Linked DNA regions of Mus musculus: region 2 is linked to region 1. The links are chromatin contacts, called in public promoter capture Hi-C maps. All regions are on one chromosome and are shown on one strand. The core of a region is the stretch at or near the end of the contact, and the rest is flanking DNA. Distances in the headings are between cores, read along the strand shown.

Region 1 (5,343 bases), core at 2,667-5,166:
GTCAAAGAACACAAGCATTGGTACAGGCGAAGGAACAGACCAGCCTCTTCCTGAGGTTGGTTATCTCTGTACACTGAGGGTTTACCCTCCTCCCCACTGTACAGATGGCAGTGCCTGTTCTTCAGGATCCTACGACCACTAAACATAATATATGTGCCCGAGAACGGCCCAAAGTAGACAGTGCTATTGATCATCAGCATCCAGCTTTAATTGTACAGTCTGTATTTAAACAGACCTGAAGCCGGGTGAGGTAGTGCACACCTTTGATCCCAGCACTGGGGAGGCAAAGGCAGGCAGATTTCTGAGTTCGAGGCCAGCCTGGTCTACAGAGTGAGTTCCAGGACAGCCAGGGCTACACAGAGAAACCCTGCCTTACTTTAAATGTGGGCGCTTTTGTTAGCTTTTAAGATAGTTCTCAAGCGTATCTTTTTAGATGTTTTAATTATGAATCTCCAAAATAGTCTTTGACAAAACAAAACAAAATAAAACACGATACAAATGACCTGTGATGTGACTTTAAAAGGCACTCAATGTAAGGGGGGGGGGGGCAATATTGCCTTATTGTTTCAGTCTATGTTGTTTTTTAGATATTTTCTTTATTTACATTTCAAATGTTATCCCCTCTGCTATCCCCTCCCCCTCCCCCTCCCCCTGCTGACCAACCCAACTACTCCCACAGTCTATATTTTTTTTAAAAACATACAATGAGGTAAAAAATAAAATAAAATGTTTGCCTTCAAAGAGGGGCAGGGAGCAGCAACTTGAAAGACTAAGTAAAGAAAAGAAAGTGAAAGAGAGTAGGGGAAAGTGAAACAGATTGGCAACTAAGTTAAAAGAACAAGGAAACCAAACCGGGCGGACAGGCGGGCGGGGCGCAGAAAGAGCGACTCCTCTCCCTGCTGAAAAGGAGCTCACTTAGAACACCTAGAACACGTGATCGCCCTCCTTCCCTGCCTTTAGTCATCCTGGTATGTTTATTAAGTGAGGGTACACTCCCTTAGTTCCCACAGTTCGATCACAAAACACAGCGAGCCTGGGCTTCAAGCCAAGTATCTTTTCTTGTTTGTTTTTTTACTTTTTGAGAGAGGTCCTTGGTAGTAGCCTGAGCTGGCCTTAAATTCACAGCGTATCTGGGCCACCTAGCTGAGATTACCAGTAAGAACTTTCAGGCCTGGCTTATTTTCTTCATTCTGAAGAACTTGAGAAAAGGCTTCATTGGCAACCAGCCACCTTAGTTTTCTTGTGAAGGAGGTGACTTTTCACAGGGCCATGTTACAGAAAAGATATTAACGTGCTGTTTTGTTCATAAACGTGTTTATTACTTGACTATTATTTTCTTTAAACTTTTTCGGCCTCCGGTATGCTTTCAAGCTTGTTTGTCAACAAGTTCTCTTTGAATTCCTGTTTTTATTAAACAATTTCTTTTTTTTAAAGATTTATTTATTTATTATATGTAAGTACACTGTAGCTGTCTTCAGACACTCCAGAAGAGGGAGTCAGATCTCATTACAGATGGTTGTGAGCAACCATGTGGTTGCTGGGATTCAAACTCAGGACCTTCGGAAGAGCAGTCAGTGCTCTTAACCGATGAGCCATCTCACCAGCCCCACGTTTTCATTCTAACCATTCAAAGTTTCATTCTAAGCCTTGAAAAGCATCCTGAATCCTTGCTAAGACTGAACATGTCACAGGGATAAAAATGGTAAAGCCAGAGGGTTCCTAATAACACATGGAAGATCTTTTCTTTCCTTTCTCTCCAAAGACCTCATGAAGCCAAGGTGTGGTGGCACAGGCCTTTAATCCCAGCACTCAGGAGGCAGAGGCAGAGGCAGGCGGATTTCTGAGTTCGAGGCCAGCTTGGTATACAAAGTGAGTTCCAGGACAGCCAGGGCTACACAGAGAAACCCTGTCTCGAGGAAAAAAAAAAAAAAAAAAAGACCTCATGAAATCGAGAGAAAATTACATAAGCAAATGAAAGTAATCTAAAAGTGCTATACATAAATATTCTGGTTACCATTCAGCAGGAATATAATATTAGAAGTCAGAATATTACAGTTAAAGTTCCCTGTGGTGGGTTCCACTTTTACTGGAACAGTGGTACTGTTTTGGATCCAGCACCTTCAGTTTAAGCCAGAAATACAAATACCAGCAGGGCACATTTTTGGGGACACATATTAAATTTTTTAAATTACAGTGTCAAAAATAGCCAAGAACCCTAACACCCGCTAATCAAGAATATGATTTTCATTGGGCAGTGATGGCGCATGCCTTTAATCCCAGCACTCGGGAGGCAGAGGCAGGCGAATTTATGAGTTCGAGGCCAGCCTGGTCTACAGAGTGAGTTCCAGGACAGCCAGGGCTACACAGAGAAACCCCGTCTAGGAAAAAAAAAAAAAAGATTTCTCCACAAGCTATGCAGAAAATATACTTGGGAGTGGTGTTTTTAAAAAATATTTAGAGAAAATATTGTGACATATAGCCTAGGTTGGCCTAGAACTCACAGCCCCACTGTCTCTACTTTCTGAGGGTTAGGATTACAGGTAAGAGCCCTCATGCCAGGCTCTGATGCCAGACTAACCCCTATCTGAACAAAAAAATGTATGCTTAGTAGGCTTCTGTGGTTAGCCATCCACTGCCTAGTCACACGAATCAAATAGTGACCACGCTATCAGGGTCAAAGTCTTGTGCCAGCCAAGGGTGCCAAGAAAAACAGGTGCTTATTAAAGAGGCTTTGATTGTTCTGAAGGAGTTTGTTTTGAAGAAATCAATTAAAAGATCTATCTACCTTGTTATGATTGTAATTACAATCATAATAAATTGCAGCTAAATTAACTCGATTTTCTTTACATTACTTTTTTTTTTTGGTTTTTGAGACAGAGTTTCTCTGGGTAGCCCTGGCTGTCCTGGAACACACTTTGTAGACCAGGCTGTCCTCGAACTCAGAAATCCTCCTGCCTCTGCCTCCCATGTGCTGGGATTAAAGGCGTGCGCCATCATGCCCGGCTTACATTACTTTTTTTTTAACTCACATAAAGGAACATTTTGGCTTTCTTTCTTCTATTTATTTTCAAGCTATTGAAGCACAATGTCATTGTCCTTTCTATTTACCATATTATTATTTTGTAAACAAGAAAAAAAATGTACTTCTCCAAAGAATGCTCCTTTGCCTTCAAATTCATTTTATGGATTAAAACAGCCCAAAGGTACAGAGGACACTTCTTCAGCACCAGGTATGTCCCAGTGTTGGGCCATGACCTCATTCTGGAGCAGACTCCCTGGTTGCAGCTGCTGCAACCTACAGGGTATGTGTAGGATGCTTTAAGCCCCGCAAGCAATTCACTGCACCAAACGTGGTGCAGTGACCGCAGTAGGCTCCGGATGAGGCTGCCAACCAGTGTACACTTTCCAGACTCTGCGGGTGAATTGGGCAACGACCCCGCATGCTCCCCAAAGTGTGCGGTGCTCTGGTAGACTGGCGGTTCTGAATCCCATACCTGGTGCATCACAGAGAAGACCAGCTGCACAGTGCACCGGCTAGAAACAGGGCGACAGACATTAAACGTCGGTCTGAGATGACCAGGATCGTCCGGGCCCTACTCGAATCACTACACCCCACCCCAACGCCTCTGACCACCAACTTGGAACGGCGCGCGATGCCCATCTCTGGGACAAAGGCCACCCATGAGCTTGCTCTGTCCCCAAGTGCTGATCTCCTGGTCCTGACTCCAGCCCCGGTGTGGTGTCCTTGGCGGTTGCGGCGCGAAACACGTACCCACATCTCCCAGGAAGCAGCCGTCCCCGGCGCGCGGCTCCATGCTGCTCGCCCGCTGGGCTCCCCTGTCTACCGGCCTTGTGACTCAGAGCTCTGGGACCTGAGCCGGGACCTAAACCGAGACCTACCCCGGAGCGCAGGCCGCTGGGCGGGGCCTGATTGCTACCATGGCCACCGCTGGGAGTTGTAGTTTCTGTATCCGCCGCGTGCCACCTGAGCGTCCCCACTCCGCTGTCACTGCTGAAGGGTGACATGCAAATCAGAAGAGTGCAAAATATGTGTCCGTGTTGACACCAGTGAATATACGTCCATTAACAACTCCTGTGTTTGGCAGAAAAGCTTAAATCCCGGTGTCCTAGCTAAAAGATACGTTCGTATGCAAAATGTTTAGCTCCTCAAACGCGTGCCCATGTGCAAAAAGTGTTTAGCTGCCAAAACTGGCCTTCTGTGGTTTACACTGATCCCGCTGAGCAAAGTATTCAGTCTCTTCATGCCTGAAACTTTGAAGAAAACGTTTTCACTGAAGATGGTGATCAAAATGCCTAACTTCTTTCTTTCTTTCCTCTCTCTCTCTCTCTCTCTCTCTCTCTCTCTCTCTCTCCCTCCCTTCCTCTCTCCCTCCCTCTCTTTCTTTCTTTCAAAATAAATCTTAACTTTCAAATAGCTGGTATTCATTGAAGAAAACCACGTTTCTTGGTGAATGGTTTTAATCAGGTGTTTCACTAACCAGTTTAGCAGAAGGAGTTGGAGCTCTATGAGCAACCTAGCAGAAAGGAGAAACCAGTCTTCCCAGGGGGTTCCAGGTCAACCAAAAACGTGAGATACTTGGGAGACACTCTCATCTTGACCAGTACAGAGGCTCACGGAGGAAATACAACGTGACTTGAACATGATAACATCAGAATCACTGGAAATAGCACTAGAAGTCATCCTTTGAGGTAAGGATGCTTGGATGGCCGGAAACTTCATCTGCACCTTGGACCACAGGTTTAGGAGACCTTGAATGGTATCTGTTGGGAACCCGAACTTCTGGAATAAACCTTGGAATAAAATTCCAAATCTTTTAGTAAAAGGATCTGTATCTATTTGGCCATTTGTTTATCAAATTTTGGCTCTTGTGGTTTTGTTTTTGTTTGTTTTGTTTTGCAGGGGCATTTGTTTTGGTTTTGCTTTGTTTGATGTATATGTGAGTGTATGTGACTACATGTGTGTTTGCAGGTCAGAGGATACAGTCCGTGTTAGTCCTTGAGGACCTTCTGATTTGTTTGAGACGGGGTCTCCTATTCACCGCTGCACCTGGCAGGCCTGTGGGCTCTCAGAGAGCCGTCCACTTCCTCCTCCCATCACGGTGCAAGACTGCTGGAATTATGAATGACAGCTTACATTGCCCAGTTTTTCTTGAGCTCTGAGAATCCAAGCTCTGGTCCTGTCAGATGGCTCAGCAAGCCCACGACCGAGCCATCTCTCAGGTCTTGCACATGCTTCTTTGCAAGTTTTCTACGTTTTTAGGCAGATAAAAATAGGCTTCATTTTCACACATTTGCAGTGAGATTCTGTGATTCGGTATTCCT
Region 2 (5,029 bases), core at 1,236-3,735, 240 kb before region 1:
TTCCATACAGATATTAATCCATACAACTAAACATGGGCTAAATCATTGGCTTGGCTGTAGACTCCTGTGATCTGAAGATCTTAGGCCTCCAGGGGTGGTCATGGCCCCCCATGTTTGCCTGTCCTCCAGGATCCCTCCAAGAAAGCATACAGTTCACTTGGTCCTAGGCTCAGGATTTCAGAAGTATGTTGGCCTCACACCTTGAGTGGCTATTAGTCCTCTACAAATGTCTGTTGAGGCCCTGGGGAGCCCATACATTTAGATAGCCTGTCTTATCTACACTCATACTGGGTCTCACACCTGCAAAAAATATAAGATGCAGAGAGAAGGACTGGCCTTGGAAAAATCACATCCTTCAAGGGAGGTGTGGGGTGGGGAGAGGGGGGAGAGGGAGAGGGAGGAGAGGGAGAACACTCAACCAACCAACTAATCAACCATAGGTATTGTTCTTTAGTAACCACCCACCTTGTTTTTTGAGACAGGTTCTTTCTTTGGGACATTGAGCCCCAGGCATCCATTTGTCTACCCTTTGTCTAGCATAAATTACAGGTGCACCCTATCACACTCAGCCTTTTACCTGTGTAGTTGCTGGGGATTGAACTCATATCTTCCGTACTTACATGGCCAGCGCCTTACTGACTGAGAGATCTCCCCAGCCACCTCCCTCAGAAACGTCTATCCTGAGCAACTTCTAGGGCATAATAATACTTCTAGAAGGCATTATTCCAGTCACCTGCCCTCAGAATTCACACATGTTACCAGATGACTCAGCTGCTGTTGAGATTGGTTGGATATCTACCCCAGGTTCTTCTTTTCATTAAATTGTTCTTCAAGTCAAATTTCCCTGGACCTGAAGGACAAAAGTATCTCTCCTTTTTTTATTCAGGCCAAACAGTGTCAAGCTCCAAAGGCCCCTTATCCCTGAGTCCCCTTGGGTATGCTGAAAATTGGCAGGTCACACATAAAAAGTGACTTGCTATACCTTTTTTGATGAGCAACACAAAGCAATTTTGAGGTATCAAAGAATTCTGGGAAAGCTTAGGTGAAATGAATCAGAAAGTTTGCAATAGATGCTTCATGAAGTCCCTTCCGTGGCTGGGGCCACAGATCTGTACCACTAGTGAGACAGGTCATGACCTCTGACTGGATTTGAGCAATGGACAGGAAACAAGTATTTCTGTGACCCCTTTGAGACACCTTCCTGGAGGTGTGCCAGGAGCCAAGTTGGGGTACAGTGTGAAGGACCAAAGTCAGAAGTGGGAAACTCATGACCTTAGCTGTTCCACATCCCTTACATCCTGTCTCTCTCCAGGAGACCCTGGCCAGCCACCCTCAGCCCTCCTTCTGTGGCCCTGGCCTTAACCTTTCTCAGGAGCAGGAGAGATTGGGATTATTTATTTTTAAAAGCACATTCATTGGAGTAGCACAATTACACTTTCACCTTTAAAATACATTATCTCCTTGACATTTTTTCATCTACACTTCCCGTTTTTAAGAAATGTATTTTTAAAAGAACGCTGTATGTCATTGTTATAAGTGAAAAGCTAGTTTCCTTTACTAAAAATAGAAGAAAAGAGTAACAATAACCTACAGCAAGCAACAATAACCTACTGCAGACAAAATCATGCTAATAAGATCTGGCTACATTTGCTGATTTCATACTGTAAGATCCGCACGCCTCTTTTCTGTTTGCCCACGTGAGCCCTCAAATCACCTTAGAGGCCACTACTGTCCCCAGTTTGGAGAAAACTGCATCTGAACATCTCTGCAGTCTTTCTGGGGCTGCCATCTTGATTACAAACCTCATGTCTCCTTCCCAACTGCTCTTGGCACTTTCCTGCAATAATTATAACATACACAAAAACCACAATTCCCTGGTCTACAAGTATAGATGCTTTAAATGACCTTTATTTTTTTTTTTCCACAGCCAGCCCATACAAGAAGAGACCAGCACTGTGTTTTGAGTGAGATAAAGGACCCTGTTTCCAAAATCCCCTCCTGCTGGCTGAGACAGATATCATAGTGGTTCCCGATAGGAAATCCCCTTCTGCCTTATGGAAAACCTAGAGAAAGAAATGGAGCAGCCCCGTGAAGGTAACTAGCCTCCACCCAGGCTTCCATAAGTGAACATTTTCCAGCAGCACAGGCTAGAATCCTATTTGGCTGCAGGAAGTTGCTGCTGTAATTTCTACTATGGTTTAGATATAGTTTATGCCCCTGAGAGCCTGTGGTAGAAGCATAGCCCCAATGTAATGATCTGGAGAGGTGATGGACCCTTTAAAAGGTGGAGATATCTAGCAGACCAGTGGCTAAAGTTCTTGCTGTACAAGTGTGAGGACCTCAATTTGGAACCCCAGAATCTGCATAGAACTAGGCAGGCTCAAGGACTTCTTGGAATCCCAACACTTAAAAAACAGAGCTGGAGGATTCCTAGGGCAAGCTGACTCACAATGAGGCCCAGTGAGGTTCAGTGAGAGGCCTACTTCAGTAAGCACAGTAGAGAGCAATGACAAACATACTTAACATCAACTTCAGGCCTCCATACACACCTGGGTTCATACTCATGCCAACATATATACACACATATATACATTCCACTTATATACAAAAACCAATTCCCAAAACCCTGAGGCCTGATTTGGTCAAGGGCTACCATTCACAGTAGGAATTAATGCACATCCTAAAGGAGTGGGTTATGTCTCTTAGGGTTGGATTCGTTGCTGGGAGTGAGTTGTTATGAAACAAGGCCACCTCACAAAATGTTCAGTGTCTTTCTTAGGCATCCCTAACTGCTTTCCCACAGGCTCCTACCACACGATGCCATCTACCATGCTATCATAGAGGCCACAAGGCACTCACCAGAAGAAATAGCTGCCTAGTGTGGCCTCTTCAACCATCAAATTTGTGAATGGAAGAAACCTCATATTTTTTATAGTACCTGCCACTCATGTACTTTGTGATAGCAACATCAAATGAACTAAGAGACTCCAAAATAGCAGCTGAAATGTAGAGACTCTCTGAGAGTCTCACTACCAGAAAGTTGAGAACCACAAAGTTGTTTGTAAAGGGACTCAGAATAAATATCTATCCAGCCATCTGTGCCCTCACATAAAGAATATAGTAATGATCTGTCACAGGAATGAGAACATCGCCCACCTCATCTGGACCACAGGGTCTGGGCAACATGAGCCTGACCATGCAACATGTCCAGTTTGTTCATGCTAGTAATGATGGTGATCTTGACTGTCTTGAAGCTAGTGTGGATGAAGGAACATACTTGCTTGCCCTTCGTTATTTCTCCCCAAACTTCACCCTACATTGTATATCATACACAATATACCACATTCTTGGTTTTTTTTTTCCCATTTTCTGGGAATGTTTGCATGAGAGTGTTTATTGGAGTGTATCAAGTGCTGGGCACTCTAGGTAACTGGTTCCTGAACTGAAGTCGGTGGGTGACACCTCATTGAATTCCACCCCATAACCAATATTTTCCTTTCTCTTCACTTCCTTCTGTTACCTTCCTGCCCACACCAGGCTGGATCCTTAATGCAACAAATCAAGGGGCACATGGTGGAGCTGTGGCTGACTTCTCAGCTAGACAGGGGAAAGCAGATGTTATGTAAGAAAGAACAGAGCAACCATAGCAACATGGAAAGTAACTAACATCTTATACAAACAAGTGATTTTGACAAAGATTCCCTGCAAACTGAAAACTCATTTTTATTTATTTATTTTTTTATTTTTGTTAAATTCTCAGCCGGTCAGTGGTGGCACTCGCCTTTAATCCCAGCACTTGGGAGGCAGAGGCAGGTGGATTTCTGAGTTCGAGGCCAGCCTGGTCTACAAAGTGAGTTCCAGGACAGCCAGGGCTACACAGAGAAACCCTGTCTCGGAAAAAAAAAAAAAAAAAAATCTCAAGTGTGAGAATTCCACTAAGTGGTGTTTACAGACATCTTGAATTTTCTCAAAGGCGGTGTGGACTTTTCAGTCCCAATGGAAAGAGTACATAGTATATCTGTTGTGCATTCTAACATAAGAATAGCAGTTGGGGATGTAGCTCTGTTGGTAGAGTGTTTGCCTAGCATGCACAAAGCTCTGGCTGAGTTCAGGCCCCAACACTACATGAACAAGGCATGGTGACTTCAGCCTGGTTTCCTAGGAAGTTAGAGGTGAGAGGATCAGACCTTTAAGGTCATCTTCAGGTCCACTTGGCAGCCTAGCTTACATAATGGGGTGAGGGAGAAAATTACTTTGAAAACAGGCCCCATGCTTTGCTTACCTCCTGCAAAAGTCTCTACTTCTCTTGACTGTGCAGATCTTTGACTTTGTGTTCATTAAAAGGGGAACCTATTGCTCTCAATTACAAAAGTCCCATCCTAACATCCATTAATTGTGAAGAAGAATATGTCTGAGAAACTATAGTAGCTGCAAAGACTCAACTCAATGTTGAGATTTAGAGCACACTCATTATTTTCAGTAAAATAAGGCTCTTGAAATAATCTATGAATCTCAGAAGAAGGACAGATGTTTGGGTCCCTCCTTATCATGGTCCCTCCTACCTACCCACTGCCTAAGGGACCATGCACCCCTATCCTTGTGCTGACTTAGTACACAGCACCCAGAAGAAACTTCCACAAACAGTCCTGATTTTAGCCTGCAGGCTACGGGACGCAGGTAGGAATTGCCTCCCAAGGCAGCTGCTCTTCATTCAGTCCCATTACTGTTGTACAGGTCTTCTCCAGGCTAGCTGAATCCTTTCCCAATATCTCCACTACCACACACACAATAGGTCTTCTTGACATTCTTGTCTGGGTAGACTCAGAAGGAGAGCAAAGGAGATCTCCAAGGTTTTTTGTCAAATAGAGCCGAATCTTGGGCATTGGGATAAGCTGACAGAGCAAAGACAAGCCATCCCGTTGCTCATGTGCCAGTGGGAGTGACAAAGTCATAGAGAAACAAGAAAAAAAAAAAAAGGCAGAGGAGGCCCTGGCAGTGTTAAGTCTGGCCTTACAATAAAGAGTAGCAA

The links. Promoter capture Hi-C pulls out the DNA fragments that hold promoters and counts their contacts.
Region 2: a promoter capture Hi-C map of cranial neural crest shows a contact between it and region 1. The contact joins the enhancer-like site here to the promoter of Asb13 in region 1. A contact is called at or near these places in 9 of 39 promoter capture datasets (the C10 cell line, cranial neural crest, embryonic stem cells and 6 more), 6 of 115 datasets of contacts at active chromatin or transcription factors (bone marrow-derived macrophages, embryonic stem cells, fetal liver and 3 more) and 2 of 9 other capture datasets (adipose tissue and liver).

The regions. Positions count from the first base shown.
Region 1 is chr13:3,632,605-3,637,947 of GRCm38.p6, reverse strand. Asb13 (ankyrin repeat and SOCS box-containing 13) reads right to left here and starts at 3,916. Exons shown (of 6, transcript NM_178283.4): 1 at 3,773-3,916. The coding sequence starts at 3,815.
Region 2 is chr13:3,867,542-3,872,570 of GRCm38.p6, reverse strand. No RefSeq gene overlaps it. Among named protein-coding and RNA genes, the nearest start is that of Calm5, 16 kb to the right of the region's middle. Within about 2 kb of position 2,485, at least 6 of the 459 cell types and tissues checked have an H3K27ac peak or open chromatin away from gene starts, as enhancers often do.